Regions from separate parts of the Mus musculus genome. Here all the other regions are linked to region 1. Evidence: chromatin contacts called from public ChIA-PET, HiChIP or PLAC-seq and promoter capture Hi-C data. All regions are on one chromosome and are shown on one strand. The core of a region is the stretch at or near the end of the contact, and the rest is flanking DNA. Distances in the headings are between cores, read along the strand shown. Region 1 holds the start of E430018J23Rik (RIKEN cDNA E430018J23 gene). Region 2 holds the start of Taok2 (TAO kinase 2). Region 3 holds the start of Stx1b (syntaxin 1B). Region 4 holds the start of Hsd3b7 (hydroxy-delta-5-steroid dehydrogenase, 3 beta- and steroid delta-isomerase 7). Region 5 has its middle 25 kb from the start of Gm39090.

Evidence for each region. Promoter capture Hi-C pulls out the DNA fragments that hold promoters and counts their contacts. ChIA-PET counts read pairs in DNA pulled down with a chosen protein or histone mark. HiChIP or PLAC-seq counts read pairs in DNA pulled down with a chosen protein or histone mark.
Region 2: a contact with region 1 is called in an RNA polymerase II ChIA-PET map of memory CD8 T cells, with 16 read pairs. The contact joins the promoter of Taok2 here to the promoter of E430018J23Rik in region 1. A contact is called at or near these places in 1 of 39 promoter capture datasets (neural stem cells), 2 of 115 datasets of contacts at active chromatin or transcription factors (memory CD8 T cells and microglia) and 1 of 9 other capture datasets (liver).
Region 3: a contact with region 1 is called in a promoter capture Hi-C map of cranial neural crest. The contact joins the promoter of Stx1b here to the promoter of E430018J23Rik in region 1. A contact is called at or near these places in 1 of 39 promoter capture datasets (cranial neural crest) and 1 of 115 datasets of contacts at active chromatin or transcription factors (bone marrow-derived macrophages).
Region 4: a FOXA1 HiChIP or PLAC-seq map of pancreatic cancer cells shows a contact between it and region 1. The contact joins the promoter of Hsd3b7 here to the promoter of E430018J23Rik in region 1. A contact is called at or near these places in 2 of 115 datasets of contacts at active chromatin or transcription factors (microglia and pancreatic cancer cells).
Region 5: a contact with region 1 is called in an H3K27ac HiChIP or PLAC-seq map of embryonic stem cells, with 8 read pairs. The contact joins the enhancer-like site here to the promoter of E430018J23Rik in region 1. A contact is called at or near these places in 1 of 39 promoter capture datasets (erythroid cells), 3 of 115 datasets of contacts at active chromatin or transcription factors (bone marrow-derived macrophages and embryonic stem cells) and 2 of 9 other capture datasets (adipose tissue and liver).

What each region holds. Positions count from the first base shown.
Region 1 is chr7:127,392,241-127,394,967 of GRCm38.p6, reverse strand. E430018J23Rik (RIKEN cDNA E430018J23 gene) reads left to right here and starts at 1,347. Exons shown (of 3, transcript NM_198011.2): 1 at 1,347-1,715; 2 at 1,854-1,967; 3 at 2,453-2,727. The coding sequence starts at 1,532. It also overlaps a transcript of Zfp764 not described here.
Region 2 is chr7:126,883,560-126,886,286 of GRCm38.p6, reverse strand. Taok2 (TAO kinase 2) reads left to right here and starts at 1,320. Exons shown (of 16, transcript NM_001163775.2): 1 at 1,320-2,381. Tmem219 (transmembrane protein 219) reads left to right here. Exons shown (of 6, transcript NM_026827.1): 6 at 1-68.
Region 3 is chr7:127,823,201-127,825,927 of GRCm38.p6, reverse strand. Stx1b (syntaxin 1B) reads left to right here and starts at 1,397. Exons shown (of 10, transcript NM_024414.2): 1 at 1,397-1,668. The coding sequence starts at 1,639.
Region 4 is chr7:127,799,272-127,801,998 of GRCm38.p6, reverse strand. It overlaps Hsd3b7 (hydroxy-delta-5-steroid dehydrogenase, 3 beta- and steroid delta-isomerase 7), which reads right to left and starts at 1,390. Exons shown (of 7, transcript NM_133943.2): 1 at 1,285-1,390; 2 at 753-924; 3 at 383-538; 4 at 57-165. The coding sequence starts at 918. It overlaps Setd1a (SET domain containing 1A), which reads right to left. Exons shown (of 19, transcript NM_178029.3): 19 at 1,877-2,693. The coding sequence ends at 2,520.
Region 5 is chr7:127,664,932-127,667,658 of GRCm38.p6, reverse strand. It overlaps a transcript of Bcl7c not described here. Among named protein-coding and RNA genes, the nearest start is that of Gm39090, 25 kb to the left of the region's middle. Within about 2 kb of position 1,383, at least 18 of the 459 cell types and tissues checked have an H3K27ac peak or open chromatin away from gene starts, as enhancers often do. A contact at or near this core is called in embryonic stem cells and liver, where this site is marked.

The DNA.
Region 1 (2,727 bases), core at 98-2,597:
TCTGAAATCCGCCTGCCTCTGCCTCCCAAGTGCTGGGATTAAAGGCGTGTGCCACCACTGCCCAGCCAAGATTCCTTTCATAGGTAGGTATTTTATATTAAAATAGCAATGAACCAGACTGAAAACCTGGATGTATATGACCGTGAGTAGGGCCTCATTCCTCTCTTGGATATTTCATGGGAATCTCACAATCTTCCCAGAAACTTTAATTCCTTCCTGGAAGTGAAGGGGAAAAAAAATCCAGATGGGCAGATGTAGAGTTTTAGAAGATTAGGTCGTGAATGTTCCGAGTGTCCTGGCTGATCAAAGACCAGCTCTATGATCTCAGACATGTGTCAAGGACAGTATTTCTCAACTACTTTGAGATGTGTAGACCAAGCTGGTGGAAACAACCTCTGAGACTGCTATACTTTCTAGCTTATTAATATTCTTCCTGCCACAGGCTTTCTGGGGCTCCACAATACACTGACCAGAAGAAAAACACCAAACACCTGTTAATTCCTGAGTCCAGCCATTGCTGGACCTCCATCTTGCTGACAGGGTTCAGGATCCCAGGCTGGAACTAACAACTATCCTGTGACTTTAGGTGTTTCATGTTTGTTATCCAGTAAAGGCTGTAAAGAGGGATGTTGCTGTTATTTGCTGTCTAAACTAAGGCACACAAGTCATAAATGTGCAGATTGCCCACTCCATTGTTCCCTTATCATTCTAAATTCCAGACCAGTCCAGGATGCGACCTGGCTGCAAAAGCTAAATCAAGGAACCTGAAACAAAGTGACGCTGATGAGGTCCAGTCACCAAAGTTAACTTCCTTGCTTAACCCATTGTGTGAAAGACTGACTAACGCAACAGTGCACCCAAGTCCCCCTTGCTTTGTGTTTTCATCCTATGAAAACGTTATATAAGCTCTGTTCCGGGATGCTGTTCAGCTCCCAAATTGGCCACTACATACGCGTGCACAGAAATAAAGCTTTCATTTTTAAACTTCTATCTCTGAAATGAGTTTTCTCAGATTCTACCCCAACCCAAAATTCACAGACTGCTTCCACCTAGCTTAACTTGAGAGTGGTGTGAACACACAGAATCTGTACCATTCCTCAACTGCACGATACTCGCGGTCCTGGAGTCCCCGCCCACATAGGCACGTCCACTTCAGTCTTGGTCTTAGATTGGCACTTGTAGACACTTTGGCCATTTTGGATGAGGGCTAGAAAACAATGACCCAGGAAATCCGGTGACGTAACCTTGGGCGGGACCCCAGGGATCAAGGTTCTTGTTACTCCCCGCCCCGCCCCGCCCCGCCCCGCCCCCACACGTTTATGCACAAATACTGCTACCATTTCTATGAGTTCATCACCACGTCTTGCATCTGTACCTGCTTCTAGGAATCTTCAATTTTCACCTACATTAGGGTGCTCACGGACCTGATATATGTCCTTTCTCAGCCCTGGTACCCCACCGCGGCAACCTAGGATCTGGCAGGCGATCCAGGGGACGCCAGGCAGATCACGGAACAGTGCGGGGAGTCCCCATGGCGCCGCGGATGGCCCCGGAAAGGGCCTCCGCTTGGCCTGCATTCCTTAAGCCTGGGACTGTGAGCTTCGCGGACGTGGCCGTGTACTTCTCCCCGGAGGAGTGGAGGTGTCTGCGGCCGGCGCAGAGAACCCTGTACCGAGAGGTGATGCGCGAGACCTATGGTCTCCTGGCCTCTCTGGGTGAGAACCTTCCTGGCCGCCTGGGTTCGCGTAGCCCTTGACACTGTGGGTCATGCGGTGGATCGGAGTTCCCTGGGTACGGGTGGTCGTAACAAGTGGGTCGACCTGACTCGTGGGGTTTGCTATCTTTCCCTCCAGAAGTCGGGGGCGACAAACCAGCGCTCATCTGCTGGGTGGAGGAAGAGTCCGAAGTGTGGGGACCCGGTGCCCAGGAGCCAGAGGTGGCCATGTGCAGGACAGAAGTCCACTCAGGTGAAGGACTGGGTACTTGCCTGGGGAAACTTCTGTGTTGCCAGCCTGTGTGGTGTCTTCTAGTGACTGCACTTACTGCCTGGCAGTTTCTTCCCTGTTTTTCTGTTTCTTGGCCAAAGCCATGATGGCTGGCCCCTGGATTCATCTGAAAAGGGTTCTGTCCAGTGCTCTCACCTCATATCTACAGGGTCACTAGGCTGTATAGGTTGTAGCCCCTCGTTCCCACTCCTCTGCTGCCATCTCTGTGACTGCGTTCTGGAGTCTCCTTCAGTTCTTGCTGTCCACCTCTGACAAGTGCTTAGCTCACTGCACTTGGGAATGGGGACCACACAGACACCTTTCTTTATGCTGCATCTGGACATCTGTGCACCACGCATGCTCAGATGCTGTGGCCTCTCCCCTCCTGTGCCCTGTTTCCATGTGGGGCTGTGGGAATCGAGGGGCAGTAGAGTCAGAGTCTGAGCTTTGTCATGGTCTCCCAGCAGATTGCAGGCACGAGAAGGAAGGGAAGAGACCAAGGGAAGAGACCAAGGCAACCAAGAAGATACTTTCTCCAGAAGCTGGGCCTATGGAGCCACGCCCCTCCTTTGCTTCCCCTTCTTGCAACTTGGAGCTGCTTTTCAAGAACTCTCAGCAGGGGCACCCCACTGTTGCGGTGCACAACCCTATCCTAAAAGCAGACCAGCGTCATGGGTGCCATGTGTGTGGGAAGAGTTTTGCCCACCAGTCCAAACTGGTGGAGCACCTGTACACTCACACA
Region 2 (2,727 bases), core at 71-2,570, 510 kb after region 1:
TGAGTTTAGAAGACCTATTACAAAAAGTGAAGAACTAGACTGTGGGAAAATAAATGGCTTTTGACTACTATTGTGTAAGGTACTTACTGGGGATTGGATTAAAGTAAATACTGGGGACTTTTCCTTGTTGACGTAAAAGAATTTTTTTGTTTTGTTTTTCGAGACAGTTTCTCTATGTATCCCTGGCTGTTCTGGAACTTACTTTGCAGACCAAGCTGGCCTAGAACTCAGAGATCCTCCTGCCTTTGCCTCCTAAGTGCTGGGATGAAAGGCACATGCCACCACTCCATGGGGGCTTTTCTTTCTTATTGGGTGTGCTCATGCCATGGCCCGTGCATGGGGGTCCCAGAGCAGTTGTGCTCTCTTCCTCAACCCTTGCATGGGTTCAGGGGATAGAACACAGGTTACCAGCCTTTTCTCAGCAAGCACATACTTAGTCATTTTGCTCCTGTCCAATTTTGTGGCACTGTGGGTTGAATGTAGAGCCTCGCCTACACTAGGCAGGCAAGCACTCTACCACTGAACAGGCTCCCCAGCCTTGTTTTGTCACGTCTCACTATAGAGCCCTAGCTGGCTTCAAATTCAGAGATCTGCCTGCCTCTACCTCTCAAGTTGCTGGGATGAAAAGCCTGGGCCCCCTGGCCTGGAACTCAAAATCTTTGGATGTCACCCTCTCTAGTTTCCTGATGATTAGCGTCTTGTTACCCTTGTTGACCTTAGTTTGAAATACAAGTTGGCATAGGTCACTTAAAACTGTGGCCGTGTTGGTGGATTTGCTTTGGAAAATATTTGTGGTTTTTTGTTCTTTGTTTGTTTGTGTGTCTGTTTGTTTTTTGTTTTTGATACTGGAACTCCATTAGGTTACATACCCTGCAGAACTGGTATCCTCCTGCCTCAGCCTCAGCTTGCTGAGTGCTGGAATTGTAAGCATTAATCTAGCACTATATACTCTTTAGACACACTGTGAACACAACTGTGCTACTTTGTCATTTGTTTTCTTCCATGAACTTAAATTGATGTTCTGTGTATGAAATGCTTAATGCGTTTTGGCAAGTTATACAATCCTACTGGACCTCAATTTTCCAGTAGGGATTTGACCCATTGGGTTTTCCGAACTTTGGCACATCGTTCTCGCACTTGGGAGCTCAGGTTTAGTTTAGATACTTGTGAACATAATAATGGTCCGGTTTCCCGCCTTTCCGGCGCCCAGCTGCCAGCAGCCTTGCTTTACTCCTTTCAGCCTTTACCCTGCACGCAGGCGCAGACCACAGCTTTCCTTCCTAGAGCACCCCCTCAGAGCTTCCCCTAGCAACAGGCTCAGTCGCAGCGCGAAAGCGTGGCGGGCGCATGCGCCACAGCTCTCTCCACCAGCAGTCCTTGGACCGCGCGCTTGGGCTCCACCCCAAGCAAGCCAAGCCTTTCTCCTCTCCTCTTCCCACCAAGGATCCGCGTGGCGGGGCGCGCGCGCACTTGGGCTCGAAGGCAGCTTGTCGTCTGGGCCGCGGCGGCTACTGGCGAGGGGCGGGGCTATTTCCTTTGGGGCCCCACCCCTTTGGCCCGGCGTGCATACCGCGCCTGCGCGCTCCCGCCCGGTCTCCATCTTGGAATTGGGAGGAAGAGAGAGAGGGAGAGAGAGGGAGGCCGGGACGAGAGCAGGGCTGTGGTGCGGTGAGAAGCTGAGACGAAAAGGAAAGGGAGTGAGGCACAGGGACCATCAGCAGCGCCTCCGCTACAGTCCTTCAGCTGTTCCGGAGAGAGAGGACGGGAAAGGGAGTAGGCCAGGGCTGGAGTAGGGGCTGTCACTCTCGGACCCCAGCCTTAGAGGGGCCGTGCAGCCGGGCGTCCTCGGGGTGGGCCCCTTGTCGTGGCCGAAGACCTGGGGCTCAGGCCCCTGGGTCCCAAATTTTGGGGCTTGGTCCCTTGTTTCTCAGATACCCAGGTATCAAACCCTCGTATATCAGATATCTGGGACCCAAAGTCCCAACCTTTACAAACCTGGGTCTCTGTTTTATAGAATTTAAAATACCTGGGATTCAGGACCCTGTGTGCACCAATATCCGGGGTTCATCCTCCAAGCGATCAGATATCGGACTCATTTTTAGCCCTTGCAAATATACGGGGCTCAGACCCCACAATCGGAAATCCGGGATTCAGCAACTGTCGCCCTCGAGTTGGGGGAGGACTGGACCGCGAGGTCAGATCAGGTTGTCACCCCCTCCCCTCCAGGGGAGGCTTCCCGGGCCCGCCCCTCAGGAAGGGCGAAAGCTGAGGAAGAGGTGGCGAGGGGGAAGGTCTCCTTGCCCCTCTCCCTGCTTGTCAGAGCAACTGGAGTACCCCAGGCGGAAGCGGAGGCGCTGGGGCACCATAGTGACCCCTACCAGGTGAGAGACATGGGTGTATGGGCATGAGCCCCTCTGGTCAGCTCCATGCCGAGAAGCTGGGGCTGGGTAGGCCCTCTCCTCAGGATAGGGATTCCTGTTGGGCCCATGGTCAGTCTCTGGCCAGCCCAGTCTGCTTCTGTTGCTACCTCTTCTCCCTTTCTCTTGCCTTCATTGTGTCTGGTTGAAGGGGTACTCTCAGGTGACAGGGCCTGTCTTGTCACCAAGGGTCACGCCCTAGGATGCTTAGCCAATCAAATGGCTTTCCACCTTTCTAGTCTTTATTAATTTTGCCCTCACAACCACCTCTTCATGATTTTATTATACTCTTTTTTTTTTTTTTTCCCCA
Region 3 (2,727 bases), core at 148-2,647, 430 kb before region 1:
CTACAAGTAAGCAGGGCGTGGTGGTGCACACCTTTAATCTCAGCACTTGGGAGGCAGAGGGAGGTGGATTTCTGAGTTCGAGGTCAGCCAGGGCTATACAGAGAAACCCTGTCTCGAAAAAACAAACAACACAAACAAACAAAAACTACAAGTAAGGTGGGGAATGACAGAAGCCACCCAACACTGACCTTTGACCTACATGTGTGCACATGTACAAGTGAGCACACCTACATACACGTGTACGTAAAGTCAGAGGGATTAAAAAGGAAGAAGATAACTTAGCTCCCAGGAGCCCTGACTGAGGGTCACAGATCAGAGGAAGAACTGGAGGGAGGGGGGAGGCAGAACTCAGAGGTTAAGGGCGTGGGACGTGGGGGGCGGGGGCAGGCGAGGTGAGGAGACAAGAAGAGAGTCTTGTCTTGGCTGTAGGAACTGTTGAAGGTCACAGACGGTAGGCCCTGCCTGCCATGACACAGATGAATGGTGTCTTAAGGTAGTTACTGGGTATTTGGCAAAAGCAGGGTGGAAGCCCACCCAACTGGGAGTCCAAACCCCACTGCCATGAGAAGAAGAACTGAAGTAATATTTAAGGATAGGATGGAAGGAGGGAGAGCAGAGGGTGGCAGGCTCTCTGGACCTTCTGCAGCACCAGATTCAAGATTCTACACCCCCACCACCACCAAAGATTCTACTCCCAGCAGACATCTTCCTTCCTTCTGCATCCCCATCCTCACCCCAACCCCCGGCTTGGGGGATGGAACCCAGGGCCTTGCAGGCAAGCATATACCACTGAGATTCACTCTAGGCCAAGATAAATATCATTTTTAACACAGTCATCCAAAATCCCAGACCAAAAGTCTCAGCAGGTAGTGACCACTCTGTTCTTGGGGGTTGACAAGCTGAGATCCACCAGTGCCAGGGCACTCTCAGGTAGGGTGACAAAGGATGTACAGAACAAGCCCCATGTCCTTCTCAGCAAGCAATAGCCACATACAGGGTCAGGTTTGTTATTTCTAATGCCCAAAAGACTCTTCCGCAGAGCCGAAGGGACAGGATAAAAGGAAGTCCTGCGTAGGCTCACAGACACTCCGCTCCTCTCAGGTTAGTCCCTTAGTTCATTGCCTTAGACCTTCTCTGACGGTCCACCCCAACTGCAGTTTACCCAGCATCTCTATCCCTGCCTCTGCATCTCTCCGAGCTTCTTGGGCTCCCCCCTCCCAACTTCTGGGCCTCCCCAGTGCCCCTCCCTTGGGTGCCCCTCCCCGGACTACAACCCCCAGGCGCCCCCAGCCCGGGGCGCTGCGCATGCCCCCTGCTCCCCGCCCCCTCCGCTCCCCCTCCCTCCCTTCCTCCTCACCTCCCTCCGCCCCCCTCCCCCGCGCCTCGGCTCCCGCATCCCTCCATCCAACCCTGTGCCGCAGCCGCATCGCCACCGCAGCCTAGGCAGAGCCCAGTCGGCCCAGGCCCCTGTCTCTGCCTGGCCTTAGCTCCCCGCCCCCCCGCCGCGCACCTTATCCGCACATCCCTCGGAGGTCTAGCCCGGTGCCCCCAGACCCCGGCCTCCAGGACAGAGGCAAGAGGCAGAGAGCAGCAGCGGAGGCGGGAGGACGAAGAAGGGGAGGAGGAGCCCGTCGCAGGATGAAGGATCGGACTCAGGAGCTGCGGAGTGTGAGCTAAGGGGTGGGAGAGGTGGGGAGGCGGGACCCTGTATTTGGGGAGCGCTTGGGGGATGGAGTGGGGGAGGTTCTGAGACATGGGGAGCAAATGATGAGACTAGAGGTTGGAAGCCAGGAGCCCTCACATCTCCTGGCACCTGGTATCTCCAGTGAACCTGCAATTGGAGGACAGTGGCTGGAAGGAGTTGGAGGCCATTAAGACACAAGGGGGCAGGAGAGGTCTCAGGGGCCTGGGCAGCCCAAATGCCCGGGAGGACCCTAGAATCTAACCTGGGGGTGGGAGAAAGTGAATGTCAAGAGAGGATTGGGGGACACCATCATCCCCTAGAGCAGGCTTGTCAAATTAGGCGGATGGAGGGGGTGGTTGCTGGCCAGGCCGGGTCCAGGAGGACCCAGATTTGGGATGCTATGGAGGACACAGGTTGGAACTAGATGCCAGCACCTGGCAGTGAATGAAGTGTGTGGTGGTACTGGTGGTGGTGGTGGTGGTGGTGGTGGTGGTGGTGTGTGTGTGTGTGTGTGTGTGTGTGTGTCCACGCGCACGCGCACTGGTATGTTGCTCCGTGGGGAGAGGGCACTGCTCAGAGGGGGAGTGTGTGTGTGTGTGTGTGTGTGTGTGTGTGTGACTGAGTTCCCCTGGGCCAGAGCCTCAGCTTAGGTGACCCCAAAGGTGAGAGAGGAGAGAAAGATCCATCCACCAGGTCACAGAATTGGGTTGTGTGACATAGGCCACACAGTGCTTGGGGGAACTGGAGCATGGGAGCAGCCAGGGGCAGGCTGCTGGAAGCCAGGGGCCAGGCTCCAGGCGGTTGGCCAGCAGAGCTGGAGGAGGAAAGGTGGGGGGCTGCAGGGGAGGCTGCTCTTTGGAGGGACTGTGCTCGCCTGCTGAGAATGGTTTTGGGCAGGGAGGGTGCCGAGACATTTTAAGAATGACATGAGCCCAAGGAGCTTGAGGTTCCAGTTTGCTGTGTGACAGTGGCCTCTGGATTGGGATATGTCAGAATTCCAAGGGATTGTTACTCTACGTGACAGATTGGGAAACTGAGGTTCA
Region 4 (2,727 bases), core at 141-2,640, 410 kb before region 1:
AGAAGACTGAGTGCTGGAGGGAAATGGGCTCTAAGATTAAGTGGGGCTGAGCTCACCTGTAGAAGGGGTGGCCCTTGATGTTAGGCCCCACCACTTCCATGCTGCTCGTGTAGACCAGGTACTGAGTGCCAGTCTGCACACAAGCATCAATCACATTCTGTGTGCCTATGGAGGAAAGGGACAGACGCAAGCTGTGTCTTCCCGCCTCTCACTCCTTCTGCCCCCCCCCCCCCCCCAGTGTCCAAGGAGAACCGCATCAGGTCAGGACAGGGTTCGACAGCAGTAAATGGACAAGGTTATCAAAAAGGACAGGCCCTCCCATAAAAATCACTGGTCAGAGGCAGGCCACACACTAGGGGCCAACAGGTAGGTAGCAGCTCACCCTGCACGTTGACTTTGTGGATGGTCTTTGGACTGGCCTTCCCAAACACATCCACCAACCCAGCTGTATGGATGACCACATGTGATCCAGACATGGCTGCTGCCACCTCATGGGCCTGAGTCACATCCCCCTGGATGGCAGTCACCTGCACAGGCCCTGGTGGAGACCCGAGGCAGTGTCAGAGCTGGGGCCTTAGCCAGCTGCTGAGTTTGGCCTGTCCACACCCTGGAAGCCACATGAACCAATGACTCACCCGGCCCCTCTGTCTGGTGGAGAACAAACAGGAATCATCTTTTCCATAAGCTGAGGTATCCCAGTCTGGGAAGGGATGGGGCCTCCCTACCTCCTGCTACTGCCCCACTCCAGTCACCTGCTTTCAGCTCCTCCAGCCAAGAACTCAGGTGCAGGTCAAAGACACGCAGCTCCCGGAGCCTGGGCTCCCGTTCCAGCAGCATCCGAACAATATGTTCCCCCAGGAAGCCGCAGCCACCTGTGACCAGGTATACCAGTGTTGGCACCTGTGCAGAGTCTGCCATGCCCAGCTGTGGGAAGAGAATTTAGCTCACTAGAATTGCCTGGTAGCACCTGCTCCAACCATGTGTTCTTCATAGAAGGGATCATTAGGTGGGAGCAGTGTGGGTGGAGAGGCTGAGTAGCAGGGGTGGGTTGCAGTTTTCTGTGCCTGTAGCACTAAGGCTCCCTGCCCTCTGACCCTAACTGCTGAGTCACTAGAATTGGATGCAGAATGGGAGGGATTGAGGCGGGTGGGGGGAAAAAAAAAAAAAAAAAAAAAGACTAGATTACTAAAGGACAGGCAGAGAAAGCAAGGAGTTGAATAGGGAGGTTGGAAGGGCGCAGGCTAAAAGGCAGGCCAGCTGGGCCTCAGTATCAGCTCTGCCTACCTGTAGTAAGTCCCAGGGCGCACAAACTGGCCACTGGAGGAGGTTGTGTCCTGGACTGGTGGACCAGCTAGATGTACATAGGCTTCCTTCCTTCCGCTCGCTCCTCCCTCCTGACCCATTCCAGGAAGGAGACCAGCCTAGCCTCCACCCCTAGGGGCGGGCAAGGGGGTTTGGAGGGAATTTTCTTGCCAGAGTGCCCCCTGGTGGCCAGTCCACTCTTCAGTGGCAGGCAAAGGACAGAACCTGCCCATTTGGTAGTGTATTTCAGGATAATAGGGTAGGGAAGGGATGCCCCCATCACTGATATGTTTGTCCCTCCTGCTGGGTCTCCCAGTAGGCTGAAGGCCCAGCACCAGCTATGGTTCTGGGAGGGAGAGCAGGGTAAACCTGATCTTGACATAATTCTGGCTAGCATCCATAGTGAGACAGATCTGGCATGTTTGTTGTATCTAGGTGGTTGGTCCAAAGCAGCACTGCGGTCTGCAGGTTGATTCACCCCAAACTCAAAGCCACCCATTCCCCCTCTCTCCTGCTTCACCCACTGTGGCAACTTGCATCCCAGTCTGCTCTTCCCAAAGATACTGACCAAGCATTTTTGTACAATAAAGTTTAATCACAATTATAAAAATGTGGTGTTGGGTTTCACTATTAACATTATGTACAATCCAGCCCAACAAGAAGGGCCTGCCCCCCACCATCCTGGCCCACTGAGCCAGAGCCCTGAGACACCAGGGTGGGAGGGTGACCCACAGGGTCTGGCAGGAACAGATGAGGCAGGGTTCCAGGCACAGAGTTCCCAGGACTAGGGGCCAAAGGCCCCCCCAGGGGGAGAACATGGCCACTGCCCCAGAGACCCCTAAACTGGGGCGGGGTGCACATAGGGCAGAAGGGGAAGTCCCCATTAACATGAAGCAAAGGGCTATGCAGCCCCCAAGAATAGCATCTATACAGGCTGGTACCCCAGGTTTCCACAGGAAACAGCTGCTGGCAGCTACAAAACATTTACAGCTTCTTCTTCGCAAAGAAAAAAAAATTAAGAGGGTGTTTGGGCATGGGGCATAGGGGAGGCAGCAGATGCCTCAAAGGACTGAGGCTCCCTTGTTGGCCTCAGTGCTCCCTATCCCACGTGAAGGTGGGGGCAGTGGGCCCTGCTGAGCCCAATAAGGCTGGGGTGCTGGGAGCTTAGGGCACCAAGGGGGAATAAATAGGGGTGAGGGCACCGGTCCTGCCCCACCTCAGTTGAGGGAGCCACGGCAACTTTCAGTGCCGCACAGACACGGAATCTTGTTGTCTTCTAGTGGGAACTTGTAGTCGTAGGTGATCTCCTCATCCACGCCGATGGGCTGCTTCGAGTAGATGACAATCTTTTTCTGAGACTCAATGGTGATCACCTTCGCATAGCAGTTGGGCTGCAGGAGGTGGGAGTGTAAGCCACAGCCCCAC
Region 5 (2,727 bases), core at 134-2,633, 270 kb before region 1:
AGGAAATCCTGGGACTGATAAGCAAGCCCATAGTGTCTGTCTGCAGAAATAGCTCCTTCAGCTCTCTAACCAGGCTGTGCTTCAACTTCCCGCTTCTGTCAGAACACAGAAATAGATTTATTTGGTAAATTGTTTGCCTGGCACGTTTGATGGCTCACATGAATGCCTTGGCGGGGAGGGGATGTTCTCGAGATGGCTGAGCCATTTAAGGTGCCTGTCACCAGACTTGACAGCCTGAGTTCTATCCCGGGGATCCACGTGGTGGGACAAGAGCACTGTGTATCATTGTGTTCTGGTTTCCACGAGTGAGCCTCCACTCCCCTCCATGCACACAAAGCAAATCAATGCCTTCTTTTGGGGTTCATCTGCTCGTTGCTTTAGTTTTGAGACAGTGTCTCACTCTGTAGCTTTAGCTGTCCTGGAGTAAACTAGACCCTTGAGCTCACAGAGATCCATTTGCTTCTACCTCTCAAGTGCACACACACAAACAGGCGTGCACACAAAAACACAGAAGAGCTGTTTGCAGTATTCACCCCCCGCCTTCTGTCACGGACTTCTGTGGTCTTTTCCATCTTGTAGAGCAACTATCCAGATTTCCTTTTCTCCCTGCAGGATTCCGGCGTGAGACTCACCAGGAGAGCCCTTCAAGAGAAAGGCCTGAAAACCGAGCCCCTCAGGAGGCTTCTCCCCAGGAGAGGCCTCCGGACAAATTCTCGGCCAACTTCCACGGTTCCGGAACCCAGAGCTCCCGGAAGTGGGAGCAAGGCCCAGAGGGCACCCAGGACGATACCACAAGGGAAGGGGAGGTGAGCGGGTTCCACCACACAAGGGGAGGCCCTTAGGTCTTCCTTAGCTGCCTCAAGATCCAGTCATTTACCCACACCGTTTAAGGGTGGAGAGGGCTTTGGAGCTGGGCACCCGCAGCCAGCAATGGAGGTCGGCAGCCAGCTCTCTGCTTGTCCCTGTCCCTAAATTATGGATCCATCCTGCTTGCTGTGGGTCCAAAACTACTGGGCCAGAGCAGGTCCCAGACAGGGAATGTCTGGGGACATCTCTAGGTGATGCCTAGAAGCAACTTGAATACACAAAATGGTGGATCCTATGCCAACTTGGTCACCTCCTCACACACTTAGGGCAGCCATCCACCAAAGGGCCAGGCATGGCCCCTGGAGGTGACCTTCGACCTTTGGAACTACAGTATCTACACTGGTGAGGGGCCCTACCAGCAAGACTTGAGCAGCGAGCAACCCCTGAAGCACTGGGCAAAAGGTAATGCCACAGCTTGTGAATGGTGTGAAGATTCAATTGCCCGTGTGTAGAGACACCACTCCAGCAAGCACCTGGCAGCCTCACCCGCTTCCACGAGCCTATGGACTCTGGGCCTGCTAATTAACCCTTGGCTCCAGAAGACATGTGCCAACCAGGGTGCCAACCTTGCCTCAGGTCAATCGAGGGGTGCACATGGCCCAGTGACCTTTCAGACCAGGCCACAGCCTCCTGCCCCAGGAATGGATGGAGACATGTGGTCCAGCACTGCCAAATCTACCTGGAAACTACCCACTTTGAGAAACTCATGGCAGATGAGCCATCTGAGTGATTCCAAGGGCTTTCATCAACCTCTTGCCTCCGACTTGACAACTCACTTGGCCAGGAGGTAGTGTCTCCTGTACCACAGAGAGCTAACTGTACTACATATTGCAACTTGTGGGACTTATTTAATGCAGCACTCCTGTCATAGATCCTGTTACTTTCACATTTTACAGATATAGAAAACAAGCAACCAGGAGGTTAAAGAGCTTGCCCCAAGTCACACAGCCTGTCTGTGGCAGAGCCAGCATTCACATCCAGTCTACCCACCTGACTCCACAGTCCCTGCTAGTGTACCACTTTTTGTGCTGGGCATGCAGGTGGGCTGCAGCTGTGAGCTTTGTTGAGGCGTTCATTGAAGGAACATCCATTTTTCTCAGTGGCAAATTACAAAGGACTTTTAATTTTAACTTTCTTCTGCCTGACCTACCTTCCTTCCTTCCTTCCTTCCTTCCTTCCTTCCTTCCTTCCTTCCTTCCTTCCTTCCTTCCTTTCTTCCTCTGCTGGCCATGAACCCACTAGACCAGGCCAGTCTTGAACTCACAGAGGTCTGTCTATCTCTGCCTCTCCAGTGCTGGGATTAAAGGTGAGCGACACCATACCCAGCTTAGGCCTTCTTTGTTTGTTTGTTTGTTGTTTTTTGAGTAATAAGGTAAGCAGATGTTCTGTGTCCATAACTGAGATGACATGGACATTGAGTGGTAAGGGACTTGAGCTCAGCCCCTGGGTCCCTCAGATTCCTCTCTGGAGTGCCATTGATACAGGAAGCATCATCTAGGCCCAGCTCCTGATTGGCGACTTCCCAGAAGCCATGGGCTGTCATGCCAAGTGACTGGGGAACTTCAAGTAACAAACATTTATTAATTAGACTTCTGAACTACCAATGGGGCAGAAGTTTTCACGTTTCAAACACAGATACTAGTTTTCAAGATTCAGAAATGAAACATAGGAATTCTGGGGAGGTCCAGAAAGTCCTACTTTGTATTTTTCATAACTCTCTGTATCTTAAAAGCTAAGAAACTCACAGTTCATCGTAGTTTAAAAGAGCTGCAAGCCTTAAATATTCAAAAGGTAGAAACTGCCAGTGTGTGTCACTGGGTAGTAGTTGAATAACAAAATGTTTACGGATCCAATTAGATT